Regions from separate parts of the Mus musculus genome. Here region 2 is linked to region 1. Evidence: chromatin contacts called from public Hi-C data. All regions are on one chromosome and are shown on one strand. The core of a region is the stretch at or near the end of the contact, and the rest is flanking DNA. Distances in the headings are between cores, read along the strand shown. Region 1 holds the start of Ocrl (OCRL, inositol polyphosphate-5-phosphatase). Region 2 overlaps Ocrl (OCRL, inositol polyphosphate-5-phosphatase).

The links. Hi-C and Micro-C count contacts between places; a contact is called where the count stands out from the background.
Region 2: a contact with region 1 is called in a Hi-C map of embryonic stem cells, with 2.2 times the contacts expected there. The contact joins the enhancer-like site here to the promoter of Ocrl in region 1. A contact is called at or near these places in 7 of 484 Hi-C or Micro-C datasets (cortical neurons, embryonic stem cells, granulocyte-monocyte progenitors and 2 more), 1 of 115 datasets of contacts at active chromatin or transcription factors (embryonic stem cells) and 3 of 9 other capture datasets (adipose tissue, liver and pancreatic islet).

The regions. Positions count from the first base shown.
Region 1 is chrX:47,910,070-47,916,373 of GRCm38.p6, forward strand. Ocrl (OCRL, inositol polyphosphate-5-phosphatase) reads left to right here and starts at 2,387. Exons shown (of 24, transcript NM_177215.3): 1 at 2,387-2,622; 2 at 2,900-2,979. The coding sequence starts at 2,584.
Region 2 is chrX:47,947,578-47,953,881 of GRCm38.p6, forward strand. It overlaps Ocrl (OCRL, inositol polyphosphate-5-phosphatase), which reads left to right. Exons shown (of 24, transcript NM_177215.3): 17 at 130-295; 18 at 548-783. Among named protein-coding and RNA genes, the nearest start is that of Ocrl, 38 kb to the left of the region's middle. Within about 2 kb of position 2,339, at least 10 of the 459 cell types and tissues checked have an H3K27ac peak or open chromatin away from gene starts, as enhancers often do. A contact at or near this core is called in embryonic stem cells, where this site is marked.

The DNA.
Region 1 (6,304 bases), core at 1,137-3,636:
TCACAACCACCCGTAACGAGATCTGACGCCCTCTTCTGGAGTGTCTGAAGACAGCTACAGTGTACTTACATATAATAAATAAATTAATCTTTAAAAAATTAACAAATTAAAAAAATCCAAAACATCCTAGCCAAATGGATGGACCTGGAGGGCATCATCCTGAGTGAGGTAACACATTCACAAAGAAACTCACACAATATGTACTCACTGATAAGTGGATATTAGCCCCAAACCTAGGATACCCAAGATATAAGATATAATTTGCTAAACACATGAAACTCAAGAAGAATGAAGACTGAAGTGTGGACACTATGCCCCTCCTTAGATTTGGGAACAAAACACCCATGGAAGGAGTTACAGAGACAAAGTTTGGAGCTGAGAGGAAAGGATGGACCATGTAGAGACTGCCATATCCAGGGATCCACCCCATAAGCAGCATCCAAACGCTGACACCATTGCATACACTAGCAAGATTTTATTGAAAGGACCCAGATGTAGCTGTCTCTTGTGAGACGATGCCGGGGCCCAGCAAACACAGAAGTGGATGCTCACAGTCAGCTAATGGATGGATCATAGGGCTCCAATGGAGGAGCTAGAGAAAGTAGCCAAGGAGCTAAAGGGATCTGCAACCCTATAGGTGGAACAACATTATGAACTAACCAGTACCCCGGAGCTCTTGACTCTAGCTGCATATATATCAAAAGATGGCCTAGTCGGCCATCACTGGAAAGAGAGGCCCATTGGACTTGCAAACTTTATATGCCCCAGTACAGGGGAACACCAGGGCCAAAAAGGGGGAGTGGGTGGGCAGGGGAGTGGGGGTGGGTGGATATGGGGGACTTTTGGTATAGCATTGGAAATGTAAATGAGCTAAATACCTAATAAAAAATGGAAAAAAAATCCAAAACAAGTTCCATGCCTTCTTATTCCAGAGAGAAGAACCAGAACATGATTACAATCAGGTGAAAGCAAAACAAAACAAATCCAAAAGTATAAAAAGCTTACTGTCAAATATCTGGGACTCATTTGTGATCTTTTGGGCTCTAAAGTGCTTGGTTAATCTTACCTCTCCATAGCACACACAGCTTGTCTGGTAAGCTCAGGTTGTCTACCAACTATAAGATATCCTGAAATTAATTTCCCTTTTCATGGTGTGAGATGAAAATCAAATTTTACAATTTTACATGTGGAAAAATCAATATCCCAAGTGTTATTTAGTGAAGAATAGATTCTTCCCTCACTGATAGGAAATGACATATATACTGAGTATTAATCTTCTATAAGCCTGTGGGTGTATTTGAGCGCTATATTCTCCATTCCACTGGTCTGTATTCAAACAACTGAAATAGTAGCACTTTTGGTGGCTTTCAACAGAGAAGAAAAGTTAAAGGAGGGGCTGGAGAGATGTGTCAGCCCTTAAGAGCACTGACTGCTCTTCTGAAGCTCCTGAGTTCAAATCCCAGAACCACATGGTGGCTCACAACCATCTGTAATGAGATCTGATGCCCTCTTCTTGGGTGTCTGAACAAAGCAGCAAGAGGGCTGGGCGAGTGGGGCCGGAGCAGTCTGAAAACAGCTACAGTGTATTTACATATAATAAATAAATAGATCTTAAGAAAGAGAAAAAGAAAGAAAGAAAGAAAGAAAGAAAGAAAGAAAGAAAGAAAGAAAGGAAGGAAGAAAGAAAGAAAGAAGCTAGCTTAAAGGAGAAGTGCAACTAACAGGATTTCTTTGGAGGGAAATTCAGTAACCCAGATGGGATATCATAGTAGAGTGATGGCGGGGGGGGGGGGGTGGGGGGTGGGGAGGAGGAGAGAAGATAAGAGGAAGATAGCTTGTAGCTTTAAATTTCCGGGCTGGTGGCAGAGTGAAAAGGTGAGTTAGTTTTGTCAATGAGAAGTATTTTCACAATGGGCTACACTAAGAGGCCTAGACTCACCCTGTGTGCTTGAACTTTATACACTTGGAAGTCACCTGGAGAGGATGAAAAATGGGAAATAGAAGAACAGAAGGCTGAGCTATGAGTCATTTTCCAATTTAGGGGATAGAAGAAAGAAATGGAAAGAGAAAACACCTTAAACGATGATCAATAGAAGGCTTCATAACCTTCAAAACCTTAAGGATTTGGGGGTGGGAGAATAGTATGCTTGTGGGTCCTATAGGCCCAGTTCAACTGGTGTAGCAGTTTCTTTTCTCTGAGCATCTTCAAAGTCCTCAGATCCCTTCTAGGATGTTGCAGATAGCAATTTGAAGAGGGACCTGCTATGGAGTCCCCAAGTCCTTCGGGTGCCTAGCTGCAGTTCCCCAGGTTGGCCGCAGGGGGCGAAATCTGCGGCGGCCTGGCAGGCGGGCGGGGGCGGGAGGCGCCGCTCTCTCTCTCTGGTCAGTCTCTCTCCTCCCGGCTCTAAAGCTCCCCGGCTGGCTCCCGGGCTCCCGGGTTCCCGGGCTCCCGGGCTTCCAGGCTCCCAGCGCTGGAGCCCTTCCTCTCCGCCTAGGCGAGGCAGGCCGGCGGCAGGCCGCAGGAGGTGGTGTCGTGGAATCCGCTGGCAGTCCGCAGCCCCGCAGAGCCTGGAGGCCGCCCTGATGGAGCCGCGGCTCCCGATTGGAGCTCAGCCCCTGGCAGTATCCGTCTGAGAGAAGGGGGGAAGGGGAAGGGAGGCCGTAAGGGCGTGGGGTGCGGGTTGGGGTGCAGCATGTCCTAGGGCGAGCAGAGTAGGGAAAGGGGACCTGCTCAGGAGTGGACGCTGGGATAGCTGAGGAGAGCTGACGATATGAGTCTGGCCCCGCGTCACCCCAATTTGGCTGCGTTTGCAAAAAAAAAAAAAAAAAAAAAAAAAAAAGAAAAAGAAAAGAAAAGAAAGAAAAAGAAAAATTAGAGATCCTTGACCAGTGCCTGCATATGGTGGCGGGTTTGGAGATGAAGGGTCCCCTCCGGGAACCCTGCGTCCTGACCCTAGCCCGGAGGAATGGGCAGTATGAGTAAGTAATCTGACTCCCACCGAGGAGAGCGCCTTCTTCTATAAACCTCCTTGAGCCTGAAACCGCAGGGAGCCACCCACCTTGGCCAAGAGGGCAACAGGTTCACAGCTAGGTGTGTAGAGTGAGCTGCCTGAGCCAGGGCCTCCCACCCCCAACTTCTAAGCTACTAGATAACTCCTGGGCCCTGTGGCTCAGTGGATGGACTCAATGGACAGGAAAGCAGGAAGCCTGGGTTCTTAGTTCCTTCACCCTGTCTGTAACTGACATGCGTTGTGTAACCCAAGTTAATCAAGCTTTCTGAGCCTTGGTTTCCTCTTGAGTTGAATAAAACCATAAACTGTCTTATGGCTATTGGAGATAAAACTGGGGGACCACCCAGGCAAAAGTGGCTTACAAGTAAAAGTGCAATGGAAATGCTATGTTGCTAATGTTACAGACATGTCTTTTTTCCCATTCAACTGGTTCTTCCTGTCCCCAGATCCTCTTTTTTTTTTCCGTTTGCTTGAAGGCAAATGCATTAATTCACTAATGTGTTGGCGCAGGGCAGCCACTGTCGCACTGGACCGGACTATTTGGAAAGCAAAGTTAATGAAATGTGTAGAAACAGAATGGCATTTGACATTTTTCTCAGTGCATGTCACCTCCAACTCTTCCTGGGATGATGGCAGCTCAGTAAATACAGATGACTGATTGAGCAGATGATTATTTTCATAAGCAGTCACCACAGCTGCTAACCTTGCCCCCTTGCCACTAATACTTCATCTTTAAAGTTTCCACGGTGACCGTTTCATATCACAGTGCCCTATCGCTGTATATGTGCAAGCTACTTCCCTTGGTTCACTGGTTTCTGGGAATAGATTTTTCCCCCCAGTTTAACAGGTATTGATCACTTAGTTCCTACCATCTCTTAACACTGGATTCTGCATGAAAAAGTGTCTTGGACTCTACTTTTAAATCCTTGGTCCCAGGCTGTCTAATTCACAAAGAAGGAAAGTCCCACTAGCCTGGCCTGAACGTAGCTGCAGCTATGGGTGCTATTATAACTGATTATCATCTAGGTCCATGAAGTAGCTCGTCCCTAGATCCTGCTTGGTTGGTCCTGTTGATGTAAGAAATTCATGTTATTTTCCGTAGACTTGATAAAATCCAGGAAGACTAGTTTAGTAAGAGTACATTCAATAGAATAGTGAATTAAAAGGTGCAATTCCACGTGGGAAAGGTAGAAATGGTGTGTAGAAGTGTAACCTGCACAAACAGGTAGATTCTGTGTATCTTGGTTTCCTCTTCTATAAAACCCAAAGTTTTAAGAATTGACTGGGACAGCTACACTGTTGGAATAACCACAACACAGATATTTGTCCCCTGGGTCAGTGGGTTTAGAACTCTACTAAGAGAGCCAGCAGCCGGTTATGAAAAGTAACTCGTTCTGTCTAAGTTCTTGAACTAGAACTTTTAAACTTGGCAAGGGGAGGGCTCTTTTCTAGTTCCCCACAGAGAAATTAAATCCCTGTGTTTTGAGTCCATATAACTAATAAAAGGATAGCCCACAATTAACGAGATGGCTTGAAGACTGTTAAGCACTTATCATGCTCCTTTACAGGTACAGACATAGATGTGAAGTGGCTTACTCAGAGTTACAAAGCTGCATAGCTGAGATCCAAATCCATGAGGCATAGTTAAGAATTCCACAGCGAAAATTTCTACTTTTTGCTTTTGAGACAGTGTATTTTTTTGGAGGTAGCCATAGCTGTCCAGGAACTGACATTGTAACCAGGCTGGCCTCAAAGTCAGACATCTGTCTGCCTCTGCCTCCAGAGCACTGGGATTAAAGGTGTGCACTAGCATGCCCAGTAGAGAACATTCTTTTGAACTGAAAACACCTAATATATAGTACCACTTATAAGCCCTAAAGATTTTTTTCATCTCTGACCTAGATCCCCAAAACTTTTTACATTTGGCCTTTTTGTCATTAGAACTTGAAGCCATCACCGTGTTTGGCTCTGTGCTTCTGAATATAGAGCAGCTTTTGCTTGAAAGACCAAAATGAAAAGGGGGTGGGGGGGTTGTTTTTGGAAACAATCAAATCCTTAAAAGAACTTCATTATTTCTCCAAGGACTTTCATTTCAAAATCCACCTCTGTTTATAGTGTAATGAAAGTTGTTCACTTATTCAACTAGTAACCATTGAGTATCTGTTAAACTGTAGACAAAACTGAAGAGGGTCTTTGCTCTCACGGGGCTCCCATATAATAAATATAACTGCTCTTTAAGTGTTCTATTGGAGGGCCAGTCTAAGGGGATAAGACTACTGGTCTTCTTGGGAATATGTGGAGAAGGCTTTACAGAGGAGGTGGTATTTGAACTGGGTCTCGGGAAGAAAAGATGTATTCTTGTTAAAAAATAAAAAAATAAAAAAATAAAAAACAAAAGGAAATAAAGACACCTGACGAGTACCCAATGTGGAGAAGCCAGTTGGTGTTTAGAATGTCTGTTTACCAATTAGGAAATACCTTGATTCTTCCCCACTAGGAAGTAAAAAAAAAAAAAAAAAATTAAGCTCAGCATGGTAGTGTGCATCTGTAATCTGTGCAATTTGGAGTCTGGGCAGGAAGATGATGTATTTAAGATCAGCGTAAACTATATAGTGAGTTATAAGCCAGCCTGATCTGCAATACTGAAAGCCTATCTCAAACATTAATGTTTAAGGAATGAATAGAAGGGAATTTTAGAGTCTTGCATTTCATACTTGGGAGCCAAATTCATTCGTGTCTGCATAAAAATACCAGTCTAAAATGAGAAAGCAGAGGACATGCACACAAAGGGTATCAAGGGAACCCATGCAGGAATTGTGCTATCTCTTCAGCTGCTAGTATTCTTTTGGCTGGCCCAGGAATGAGTCTTTTTACTCATTTAGTAACTTACATGTATGTGTGAAAGTAGCAGCACCCTTCTTTGGTCAAAGACATGAAACTGTACATGAAAAGCTAATGAATGAGTTGTCTGATTCATTGATTCAATGCACAGGAATGTCTGAGATATGCCAAGCTCTACACTAAGCACTAGAAATACTGTAACAGAAAGATAGCCACAGTCCCAGCCAACAACAAGTTCCCTTCGGCTGTAAGTTCTTCAGTCTGGTGTTCATACAGGGAAGGTATGTAACTTGCAGTACATGCTCTTAAAACTGTGTTTAGGATATAGACTATTGTACATTCTTTACGTGTGTGAGGCAGTTTGGGTGTTCAGGTACTGATCACCTTTCAGCCCTTGAGCAACATCTAGCAATCATGATGCTAAGATCGGGTGGACTCGATGCAGCAAGTCT
Region 2 (6,304 bases), core at 1,089-3,588, 37 kb after region 1:
GAGTACATGTGGTAGTTATATATCTGATTAATGATTACCTTATTCTTGATTCATATTGTCTACAAATAATCCAACTTACTTCCCCTACTCCGCATGCATGGTTGTGTCTGTCTGTTTGTTATTCCCCAGTTTTTTTTTGAGAATGTGAAGTTTCGGCAGCTGCAAAAGGAGAAGTTCCAGATCAGCAACAATGGACAGGTTCCCTGCCATTTTTCTTTCATCCCTAAGCTTAATGACAGCCAATACTGCAAGCCATGGCTTCGAGCTGAACCTTTTGAGGGCTACTTGGAGCCAAGTGAGTTTCCCCTTTACCACTGTCTTCTTGCCACACACAACTCCTCAAGCCTCCCACAACCCTGGCTTAAATTAACTTCTTGTTCTCTAATCACTTGTCTCTCACCTGCACTGTCCTGATATTGGTGATACCTCTGTTGTGTGTCCCATCTCTTCCCTGTTGTTGCCTGGTAGTTCTGTTTTTTGCTTTGGAGCAGAATTGCTTTTCCACAGGAAAGATCTGTGCTACGATGCACCATCTCTTTCATTTCAGACGAGACCTTAGACATCTCCCTTGATGTATACGTCAGCAAAGACTCTGTAACCATCCTGAACTCCGGTGAAGATAAGATTGAAGATATTCTTGTCCTCCATTTGGATCGAGGCAAAGATTACTTCTTGACCATCGGTGGGAATTACCTCCCAAGTTGCTTTGGAACCTCATTGGAGGCTTTGTGCCGAATGAAAAGACCAATTCGAGAAGTTCCTGTCACCAAACTCATAGACCTGGTGAGACACATCCTCAGACAGCAACCTTCTTTACATTTAATTTGCATGTTTTGCCCCATTATTTCTGTGCCTTCTCTCTTCTTCTGGGGTCATGGGAACTGACAAATGATAGAGGAGAATGTCACTTTATCTAAGCACTACTTTGATTAAATTAAGCCTAGGAGGGAAAAGGAAAGTCTACTCTGTAGTTAAGTCTTGTTGGGACCATAATAGATAATATATTGTACTTCCAAAATGAGCTCAAAGGCCCCCTCTCCAAGCTGTGCTCACTAAGCTCATCACACTTACATAAATTGGCATGTATGCTAGGTGTGGTAGGTGCACCATGCATTATTCTTCTCATTGTGCTTACAGGAAGACTGAGGCCCAAGGGATTCACTTGCCCATAGTCAGATGAGTTAGTGACAGACCCAGATTTTCTGACTCCAGTATTCCTCCCTACAGTATATCAAACTCCAGTATTCCTCCCTACAGTATATCAAACTCCAGTATTCCTCTCTACAGTATATCAAACTCCAGTATTCCTCCCTACAGTATATCAAACTCCAGTATTCCTCCCTACAGTATATCAAACTCCAGTATTCCTCTCTACAGTATATCAAACTCCAGTATTCCTCCCTACAGTATATCAAACTCCAGTATTCCTCCCTACAGTATATCAAACTCCAGTATTCCTCCCTACAGTATATCAAACTCCAGTATTCCTCTCTACAGTATATCAAACTCCAGTATTCCTCTCTACAGTATATCAAACTCCAGTATTCCTCTCTACAGTATATCAAACTCCAGTATTCCTCGCTACAGTATATCAAACTCGGCTGCTGATGAGAGCAGAGGCTGTTATGGATGCTTACAGAGCTTACATCATAGTCCCTAGGGGTGCTTACTGCAAGTAGAGGCTCTCCCCTGCCCCATTCACCACTGGTAATAGAATCTTAAGACATGGAACCTAGGAGTCGGCATTTTTTACCCCTTTGGTAACCCTGGCTGGACTTGAATTTCCTCTTCAACTGAGAATTAATTTAAACTTCTGATCTTCCTGCCTCCACCTCCCCAGTGTGGGATCACAGGTATAGCCCACCATATCTGGTTTATGGAGTATTGGGGACTAAATCTAGGGCTACTTGCATGTGAGGCAGGGCCTCTACCAACTGAGCTATAAATTCAGTCTATAGATGGGTATAACATGTACTGACGCTTCTTCACTTAATGTGTGTGACTCAAGAAAGAAAAAAAAAAGAATTATATCCACCCCCTTTCACAAGCCAAGCTACTAGATAATGTCTCTATTCTTATGTGGGAAAAGCATATTATTTTCAGTTTAAAAAAAAAAGATTGAATAGCAAGCCATCCTATTAAAAATTTTTCTGCTAAATGAAACTATTGTTAGATTTGTGTACAGATTGGCACTTAGCTTTTTTTTTCCTCCAGATATAATGAAGGGAAGAGCCAAGGGTTACCATTTGTATATAAAATCACAATGGTGCTCAGGCCTGGGAATAGCCAGTGATTGTATGGTCCATCAGGAAGGGTTAGAGCTGCCGCAGCCTGCTGGCTTGTCTGAATGTAATCTGTGCGGTTGCCATGGAACCCTTGCACCTGTGACTCAGAGAGCACATTCCAGCGCTGGAATGTCATTTGTTTCCATAGAGCTCTCATGATGGAAGGTTTTACCTGTGTTTGAAAGAAAGCCCTTTTCTGCAGAAATTCATATCCTGTCATTCTGCTATTTCTTGAAATTGTTTTTCTTCTACCACCAATTTTTTTATGGAAAACAATTATACAGTAGTGTCTGATCGTGCTTCCCCTCCCCCAGCTCCTCCGGAATCCTTTCCACCCCACCCAGTCACCTAACTCCACACCCTTTCTTTCTCTCTGTCTTTAGAAAACAAACAAGTAGGCAGACAAAACAGACTATAATTTTTTAAAGAAAAAAAAACAAGAAACACATACAAACAAAAGCCATAAGCACACAGACATCATAATATACAGGTAAAAGACCAGTAGAACAAAAAAAAATTGCTCAAAGCAGTATGAGACAAAAGGCTTATTTTTATCAAAGTCAGCAGCAGCATTATAGTGCCCTGGCCATAATTTTTCCATGTTCTGGGAATGACTGGGAGGCTCAACCAGCTTTAAAAGCTCTTACTATCTATTAAATATATTATCAGGCAATTCAATCACATTTCCCCATAAATAGAAAGTATATAAAACTATTAGAAGAATCTTGGCTCTGTATAGAGCCATCTTCCCTCTTCTAAGACATAATTGGTTCAAGGTTAAAGAAATAGAATCTTGGTTATCTATAATTACAGAATGGCGTTTTTGGCTTTTGTTTTTTGTTTGTTTGTTTGTTTGTTTGTTTGTTTGTTTGTTTTGGTTTTTTTGAGACAGGGTTTCTCTGTATAGTCCTGGCTGTCCTGGAACTCACTCTGTAGACCGGGCTGGCCTCGAACTCAGAAATTCGCCTGCCTCTGCCTTCCGTGTGCTGGGATTAAAGGTGTGTGCCACCACACCTGGCTGGCATTTTTTTAATTAAATTATGTATTCATGATCATTTGCTTATTTTGAAAGTTTGTATTTTGGAGGCCTTAGGGTTCTCATTCTTACCACGGCTTATTGCGTTTCAGTATTATTAAGTTATTGAATCTCATCAATGAGGAAATTAGCCATATTGTTAAGAGGCAGTAAACAGGAATCTAAAATAGTCACACCCCTTTTCTGAACACCTTTCCTCTTGCTTCAAGTCCAGAATACTTCCTTAGGTCTTATGGTTTTTCCAGGACTTGACAGGATATTTCAAAGCCCATGAGACGATGGTTCTAATACTAGTACATGTCCTCTATTGTATTGTGTGCTATAAATTCATGGTGGAGCCGGAAGTGGGTTCAGTACATGTGCTCTGTCTCCCTGTACTGTTTCGGAATGATTCCAATGTTCCACTTACTTCCTACAGAACTACCGAATTCAAAATGAGATCATTGGCTTGAATCTTTTTGTTCTTCCAACCATTCTTAATAAGAAAGATCCTACAATGCCTAGGATAGTAGGAATTAGCTTAAGAGGGAATGGATAAGAATTACTTGCTGTTGTGACTTTTTTGGGGGGGTGGGGGTTCAAGACAGGGTTTCTCTGTATAGCCCTGGCTGTCCTGGAACTCACTCTGTAAACCAGGCTGGCCTCGAACTCAGAAATCCGCCTGCCTCTGCCTCCCAAGTGCTGGGATTACAGGCGTGCGTCACCACTGCCCGGCTTGTTGTGACTATTTTTATTCTTTTTCAGAACAAAGGTCTATTTTTCTGATTAACTAACATGTTAACTAGAGAATAATCATCAATATTTATTACATACTGGATATAAAGTAGTGTGGAGATGATGTGAGTTTCTGTAATTTAGTGGCCATGAAGGTATCCTTGCATGCACAGTCTAGCTAAATCCTAAATCATGGTTAAAAGAAAGTTTCATTCAAGATCATTTGGCTAATGTTCACTATATTTGGTTGTCAATATTTTGGGAAATGACTTAAACTGAATGTTGTGGAGATTATAATTTGTATTCACAATAGTTGCCTTTTTGTAGGTTCTGTAGGGTAGAGGCAGGCAGTGGTCTGGAGATCAAGAGATGCACTTCTGCTTGAGCCAGAGATTACCTAGAACCTTCAGGAGACTTTGAGGACTAATACAAAGTTGTAAGTTGGCATATTAGAAGGGACCTTCTGATGTTGCACATAGAATGAGCTAATAGAAAAAGAGACCAGGCTTGAAGTGCCAGAGCTGGTTAAGGATTTTGGCTGCAAGTACAAACATGAAAAAAGAGGAAAGCTGGGTGGAGACCATGCCAATGAGGAGAGGGATAGGTATAAAGTCTGAGAGAAGAACGTGCTGACTCAGCTGATGCCAGTGATTGTTTCTCTCTCTTTATCTTACTGATCTAATGACGCCTTTCTTATCCTCTTGCATGTATGATTTCTTTCTTCTCTATGTCAAATGAACTATTTCTTCTGAGAGCTTTGATTTCCATTTAGTTATTCTTAAATGTGAACCTTCTGGTGGAGCTTGGTGGCACACACTTTTTATCCAGCTTCTTGAAAGATGAAAGGCGGGAGGATCCCAGGACCAAGGCTAGCTAGGGAAATTTGACAAGCTTTGTCTACTCTAAAAAGTGGGCAGAGGGGCTGGGGGTGCAGCTCAGTGGTAGAACACTTTCCTCACATACCCCAGGCCCTGGGTTTAATCCTTGCCACTATCAACTGGATCTTCTACTTACAGAGAACTCTTTTATATTGTTTTATCTACATTCACTACTGGGAACGTTCTTCGTAGAGTAACTATTAGGCTAAGGAATGATTTGCAATATGCTGCTTAGATGTCAGGTCACTCAGGGAAGAAGTAACCTTTTCTACTTCTAATTCAATCTAGCATTGGACTAAGTGTAATTTACATTTGTTTTCTTTATGCCTACATCCAGAGAAGTAAGATCACTGTATTTTTTTTCCTTTTTACACTTCGAAATGTGTGTGATGTACATGTATACTTGTGTGTGCGCGCATATGCATGCATGCGTGTGAAGCCCTGTTCCTTGATGCTGAGAATCATTTTCCATTTGTCGCCCACCACCTTATACATTGGGGAAGTTTCTCAGATAAACCCAGACCTCAGTGATATGGCTAGTCTTCATACACAGCTTACTCTGAGGGCCTCTTATCCCCCAAGGCTAGAAGTACAGGCGGGCTACCACATCCACTCGGCATTTTCTTGGTTCTGGGGATCGAGAGTCCATCACACTTGTGTGGCAAGTGAATGAACCATGGAGCCGTCATCACAGCCACAAAGAAATAAACTCCGCATGTCCGTTTGCTGCCTCTCCACTAGCATCTTCGCAGTCCTTTGGATTCCTCTTTAAGAGTTTCTTCTTTTCCATTCCTCAGGTTTGTGGCATTGGGGGTGGAACTCAGCGCCTCATTCATGCCAGACAAGCATTCTATTAATAAAAGATACTGTCTGTCCACTAAGTTAAAATATATATTGTGTGTTGGTCAGGCCAACTCTTGGGAGTTGCTTCTCTCCGTCCACCTTGTGGGCTCTAGGGATTGAAGTAGGTCTGCATACATATACTTCTATCAAGTGAGCCAGCTTCCAGGCCCCATATTAGTACATCAATTGTTCCATTGACTGATTTAGCTTGTGCTTGCACAGCCAGGCTCACTTATAGAAGTCGGAGGACAGTGTTGTGGGGTTGATTCTTTAACTCCACTATGTGAGTTCCAGAAATTTACCTTGCGTCATCAAGCTTGGAAGCAAACAGCTCAGCTGTTTCCTGGGCCACCATCTTAGTTTTAAGGTGTTTCTTTTCGCCTGCTTGGCCTATGTTGATATCCATTTCATGGTTCCCTCTGTTTCTGCACTTCATTTTCTCCCATTTAGATCTGCCAGATTAAACATTCTGTAATAGTGCTGGGGGAGGGGATTTTGTCCTTGCTCCCCAATGCCTGCTGCAGACAACGCAGACATATTAAGTTGTC